2 separate regions of the Mus musculus genome follow, and region 1 is linked to region 2. The links are chromatin contacts, called in public ChIA-PET maps. All regions are on one chromosome and are shown on one strand. The core of a region is the stretch at or near the end of the contact, and the rest is flanking DNA. Distances in the headings are between cores, read along the strand shown.

Region 1 (2,700 bases), core at 146-2,645, 77 kb after region 2:
GTAAGGATGCTGTTCTTCCAGACGACTCAGCTTCGGTTCCCAGCACCCACGTGAGTGGCTCACAACAGCCTGCAATTCCAACTCTTGAGATTCTGAACTCCCTTCTTTACTCTGAGGACACACACACACACACACACACACACACACACACACGCTCACACACATGCTATGCTATAAACATTCATACACACACACACTACACTGCATGCATCCTCACACACACATGCTCTCACACATACTACTGCATACATTCACACACATACATACACCCCACACTGCACACACACACTCTCTCATATGCACGCACATATATTCTTTCTCATGCACACACAGGAGGCACACATATGCCCCACACTGCACACATACACACATTCTCTACACACTCAGACACATACACACACACATACACTGCACACACACAACCCCATGCTGTGAACACTCACACACATATGCCACATAATACATACACACACCCTACAACATATACAGAAAATAAAATCTTTTAAAATTTTACTCTAGCCTGTTCAACAGGTAGTTACCGAATATCATTGTATAATGAAGTAAGAAAGAAATTCATACTCTAGTCCACATATTATGGGGGGGGGTGTTAATGGTTTTGTGGCGTAGCAAATTTGTCTAGGGATAAGAATTAAAGAATAAATTATAATTATGCTAGTTTTATACCAACGAAAGCATGAGACTGCCAAGCATGGGGAAAGAATCCCAGAAAATTATTTCTAAAGTATCTCATTTTATTCCGCATAGAAGATAGTTATTTCAAATTAAGAGTATAAGCCCTTCCATTAGCTTGTGCACCCCCCTGGGCGCAGAGATCAAGTCTTTGTGTTGTGTTCCTTGTGCATAGTTCAGCCTAGAGCATAGGCAAAGGCAAGACTCCCAAGAAACATTGTTGGGATGAATAGCTGAGCAGAGAAGGCCATGTGCAGTACCTTCCTTATCTCACACTTCCAGTCAGGATCGCAAATAAAGCCCACCCCTGACTCTGAATCTGCTGCAGCCTTCGGAAGCTCAGGGTGCCATAACTCCAAATGGCCAGAAGGGGGCACACTGGGGAGGGATAGGAGACAGCTGTTGATCAGAAACTCGGGACACCCTGACTGCTGCTGGGCACACACTGGGAGAGAGGGGTGTTGGTCTGCCTGAGGCACTAGCTGGGGGCATTTGGGGGTGACTCTAGATGTGCTGTGCAGAATGTGAGCAGGACCAAGGGCCGAAGGGAACAGTGGCCGGCTACTCCAGCATCGAGTGTTGAAAACTCTGACACTCACCTCACCATTGGGCTTGCACAAGATGGTCGTGCAGTCCGGACTGGATCGGAACTTGCTCTGTTCCTCCCAAACAAAGTCCGTTGGTGGCTGTGGCTTTGCTTCCGAAGCTGCTGCCCACACCTTAGAGAAAGCAGTTTGTTGCTGACAAGTGCTACTGCGGTTCCACCCAGAGCCACATCCGACGGTGCTATTGTTATTAATCTTTCTGAACAGATAGGGTTTTCGTTGTCATTAAAGGTGGGAAGGCTCTCCCTGCATTTGCCTGGTCTTGGCTAGAATTCCTACGTTCACATCATTTCTGTGCCTCAGCTTTAGCCTCCTGAGGACCTGGGACTATATAGGCATCTGAGCTTCTAGGTTGTTTTAAAATATAATGTAATGCTAAACAGTGACCGAACACGGTTTAAACAACCACCCAGCCCTGGCTTGTGGTCCGCAAGCGGATCCAGGATAGATATAAATGCACACTGTAGGCTTATTCAAAACACTAGGTCGTACCTTTGAGGTTTTTTGTTTTGCTTTGCTTGTTTTTGTAGCTTGATTTTGTGGTTTTCTAAAGTAATTTTGTAGAGATCTTATCTCAGTGTCATGTAAAACAAGCACACACATACTCTTGCAGCACATGGCTACAGACCAGACATCAAGGTTCAGAGGGTCACAGATGGGGGGTGTCAGGGAGAACCCCCTTAGTGCCTGCTCTCTGAGATGACCAGCTCTTTACTTCTCTTTTAAGAATCCATTTTCAGACTTAGGATTTTCACTTTGAAGGACAAGCCAGAATATGATTGCTTACTACACGGAAGAAAGCTGTGGAGAGCAAAGTACAGGCATCCATCCACGACACTACAAACCACAAAATCACATTTAGTACAAAGATCAAGTATCCACGAGGCCACTTGTGCCAAGCCACAGGCTGACAGTAGAGGCAGCATTCCCTATAGGAACCCAGCTCTGACATTATTACTGGCTCCCAGTGTTCCCAGCTCCCAGTGTTCCCAGCTCTCAGTGCTCCCAGTTCACAATGCTCTCATCTGTGCTCCCAGCACATAGTGCTCCTCTCTCAGTGTCCCCAGCTCCCAGTGTTCCCAGCTCCCAGTGCTCCCAGCTCCCCGTGATCCCAGCTCTCAGTGCTTCCAGCTCCCAGTGCTCCCAGCTCTTAGTGCTCCCAGCTCTCAGTGTTCCCAGCTCACTGTTCCCAGTTCCCAGCGTTCACGGCTCCCAGTGTTCCCGGCTCCCAGTGTTCCTGGCTCCCAGTGCTCCCAGCTCCCAGTGCTCCCAGCTCCCAGTGCTCCCAGCTCCTGCTACCCCCAGCTCACCATGTTCCCTCACGGTATTCCCTGCTTGTGATGTTTTTCTGTTCAAGGCAGCCCTGTGGTCCTGGCTTAAAGTTTCCCTAGCTCCTGACACTCCT
Region 2 (2,700 bases), core at 37-2,536:
ACAATAACAACAACAACAACAAAAACCAAACAGACAGACAGTCAAACAAACAAAAAAACAAGAAGGGACCAGGCACACCCCAGACCCTTTGGTGGGTAACAACCCAATCTTGGCTTACTGAGAACTGTATTTGTGGAGGTAGCTGAGAAGCCTTTGTGTCCTGCATACTAGTGAGGGTCTCCCCATTCGCCATCTGTTCGTTAGGTTAGGGTGGTAATCATAGCACTTTAGGTTAGCTCCTTTCTACAAACCCATCTAACAGCCTGATTGTCCTTAAACGAATCTGAGGTCTGTGTCATTATACACTCAGGTGAACAGGCACCCAGGCATACTAAACTTGGTCAGTGTCTCCCTAGGGCAGCACCCAGTGCCTGAGCTCACCGTCAAGACCAAATTCTGCTATAAGATAGAGGTATAGGGGAGGAGGAGAGAGGAAGCCAGCCAGCTTTGCAGACACCGGGTCCTATTCAGGGCTCCTCCGTCCTCTGATGTCATGCGCTTCCTGCTTTCGCACTGCAGAGTCTGGCGATCAGTCGACTGAAACGGGATGATCACCGCCACTATCTTGCATCTTATTTTCCATGATCACACTGTCACCTAGCCAACTGCCCCGCCCCCTAATCCCACGACTCTTGGCTTTCCAGCTCGTATTGTCTTCCCCTCCCCCCCCCTCCAGGAAGACGGCTTCCAAGCAGCAAGTACCAGGAAACCCCACTACTGGTGGTGACTCCGACTGAGGCTTGGGGTGGGGTCGGAGTGAATCTTCTGCTCTTGCTTGAGAGTCCAAATCCCTAGCTTAAAAAATGATTTAAAGTATATAATATACATATATATGTGTAAATTCGTATGTATAGTCAAGCTGGGCGCGATGGTGCACGACTGCAACATCGGTCTGCAAACTCAGACTTGAGGCAGGAGTTTCGCTGAGAGTTCGTGGACAGACCAGCTTGTGTTATACAGTGGTCTACAGTTCAGCTTAGGTTAGAGTTAGATTCTGTCCAAAGAGCTAAAAAAAAGAGAAAGGAAGGAAGGAAGAAAAGGGAAAGGAAGAAACATTAATTGTTCAAGTGACAGAGCTCTCCCTCTGTCCAGGAGCCCAGGCAAGGACCATTAGGAGCGGGGCGAGACCATTGCACTCTGCACTCTCCGTCCGGGCCCAGCCCCCTCCCCCCCTCGACACCCGCCACCGCGCAGCTCCGCGCCGCCGCCCAGCGAGCGGGAGACTCCCCAGGGCTCTTTAAATACGAGCTATAAATACCACCGGGCTCTGAGAGCACGTCACCGCCCCGCCGGCTTCCGATTGGCCGCTCTGGGTATCTCATTTGCATAGGGGCTGACACAACCGTGCCGCGACCTGGACGGGAGCGCGCCTGCCCCTCCCCGGCAAGACAGTGGGCGGAGTCGCCGGACCTGCCGACCGCCAGGTCTGAAGTAGGGCGGGGTGGGTTGGCATGTGTCCGTCATCCCTGCCTCGCAGAGGCTGAGACAGGAGGATTGCCTTGAGTTCCAGGCTGGCCTGGGCTATGTAAAAATGTGGAGAGAAAACTATACATATATACATATATATGAATATATATACACACATACACATATGTATGTGTGTGTGTATACACACACACATATATATACATATACATACATACACATATATACACATGCATATATTTTTAATGAAATAAAATGGGGCAGGTGGTGGTCCAGTAGGACGTCCTTCGCCTTCAGGGAACATCAGCTCTGCCCGCCGATTGACACTGGATCTTTTTGCTTTCTACGAAAAGTTTTCAAGGAGACCCGGGAGCAGATGCTGCGGGTGGCTCCTAGCGGCTAAATTTAAACCACGTGAGAGCTGACCCGCCACGGTTCTGTGAGATGACTGGCCACTCCGATGCTCAAAACAGACTGCGTGCTGTGGTCGCTGTAAGACGCAGCGAGCTGGAGAAGAAAGCCAGCAGGGCTCGGAGATGCAGGACTTACGATGTCTCCCGGTTTAGAACCAAATTTAAACTGCATCCGGGTGCGGTGGAGCTGAGGCAGGAGGATTGAAAGCCACGTAGTGAGATCCTATTTGCAAACAAACACCCAAGCCGAATTTAAAAAGCAAAAAACAGTGTCTCCCTCCAGCCGGGGGTTAAAAAGCCAGGTCCTGAAAGCAGGCGCGGCACATCCAGGAGGGTCTGTCAGGTTGTGCGAAGTAGTCAGACAAAAAGCACAAGCCACAAACATCTTACTAAATTATATTAATCGACGTTCTCCCGTGACATCTGTGTAGTCCTAAATAACCCAGAGCTCATTCAGCGACTTCATGTAACAGTGAAGACAATGCCTCAAAGCGGACTGCTTCGTAGTTTGCAGTTTTTTTTTTTTTTTCCTAAGAGAGAGAGACAGAGACAGAGAGACAAGTAAGCGCTTTGGATTCTAGCAAAAGAGCTCCCTCTGCTGGCAAATGCTTCACCATCACAGATACCCATAGACAAAGATGGGGCAGGCTGGTATCAGGACTCTCAGGGCGAGCTGCCAGAGCTTCAGGATGCTGTTAGGTGAAATCACAGATGCCATTTTTTTGGTTACTCTCAAGTAAATGAAATCATACAATTGTGAATGTTGCTTTATGTTTTTAACCCACACATGCCAATAAAAGCCATTTTTAAAAACCTTATAACTAACCCTGATTAAATTAAAGCAAGAGACAGATGTGTTGTG

What was found. ChIA-PET counts read pairs in DNA pulled down with a chosen protein or histone mark.
Region 1: an RNA polymerase II ChIA-PET map of memory CD8 T cells shows a contact between it and region 2, with 205 read pairs. The contact joins two enhancer-like sites. A contact is called at or near these places in 1 of 15 datasets of contacts at CTCF or cohesin (pro-B cells), 18 of 484 Hi-C or Micro-C datasets (8-cell embryo, B cells, CD8 T cells and 13 more) and 3 of 115 datasets of contacts at active chromatin or transcription factors (effector CD8 T cells, embryonic stem cells and memory CD8 T cells).

Annotation. Positions count from the first base shown.
Region 1 is chr6:145,416,111-145,418,810 of GRCm38.p6, forward strand. Lmntd1 (lamin tail domain containing 1) reads right to left here. Exons shown (of 10, transcript NM_028742.2): 7 at 1,290-1,409. Among named protein-coding and RNA genes, the nearest start is that of Lmntd1, 17 kb to the right of the region's middle. Within about 2 kb of position 1,396, at least 25 of the 459 cell types and tissues checked have an H3K27ac peak or open chromatin away from gene starts, as enhancers often do. A contact at or near this core is called in CD8 T cells, Th2 cells, effector CD8 T cells and 1 more, where this site is marked.
Region 2 is chr6:145,339,570-145,342,269 of GRCm38.p6, forward strand. No RefSeq gene overlaps it. Among named protein-coding and RNA genes, the nearest start is that of Gm38926, 7.5 kb to the right of the region's middle. Within about 2 kb of position 1,287, at least 422 of the 459 cell types and tissues checked have an H3K27ac peak or open chromatin away from gene starts, as enhancers often do. A contact at or near this core is called in CD8 T cells, Th2 cells, effector CD8 T cells and 1 more, where this site is marked.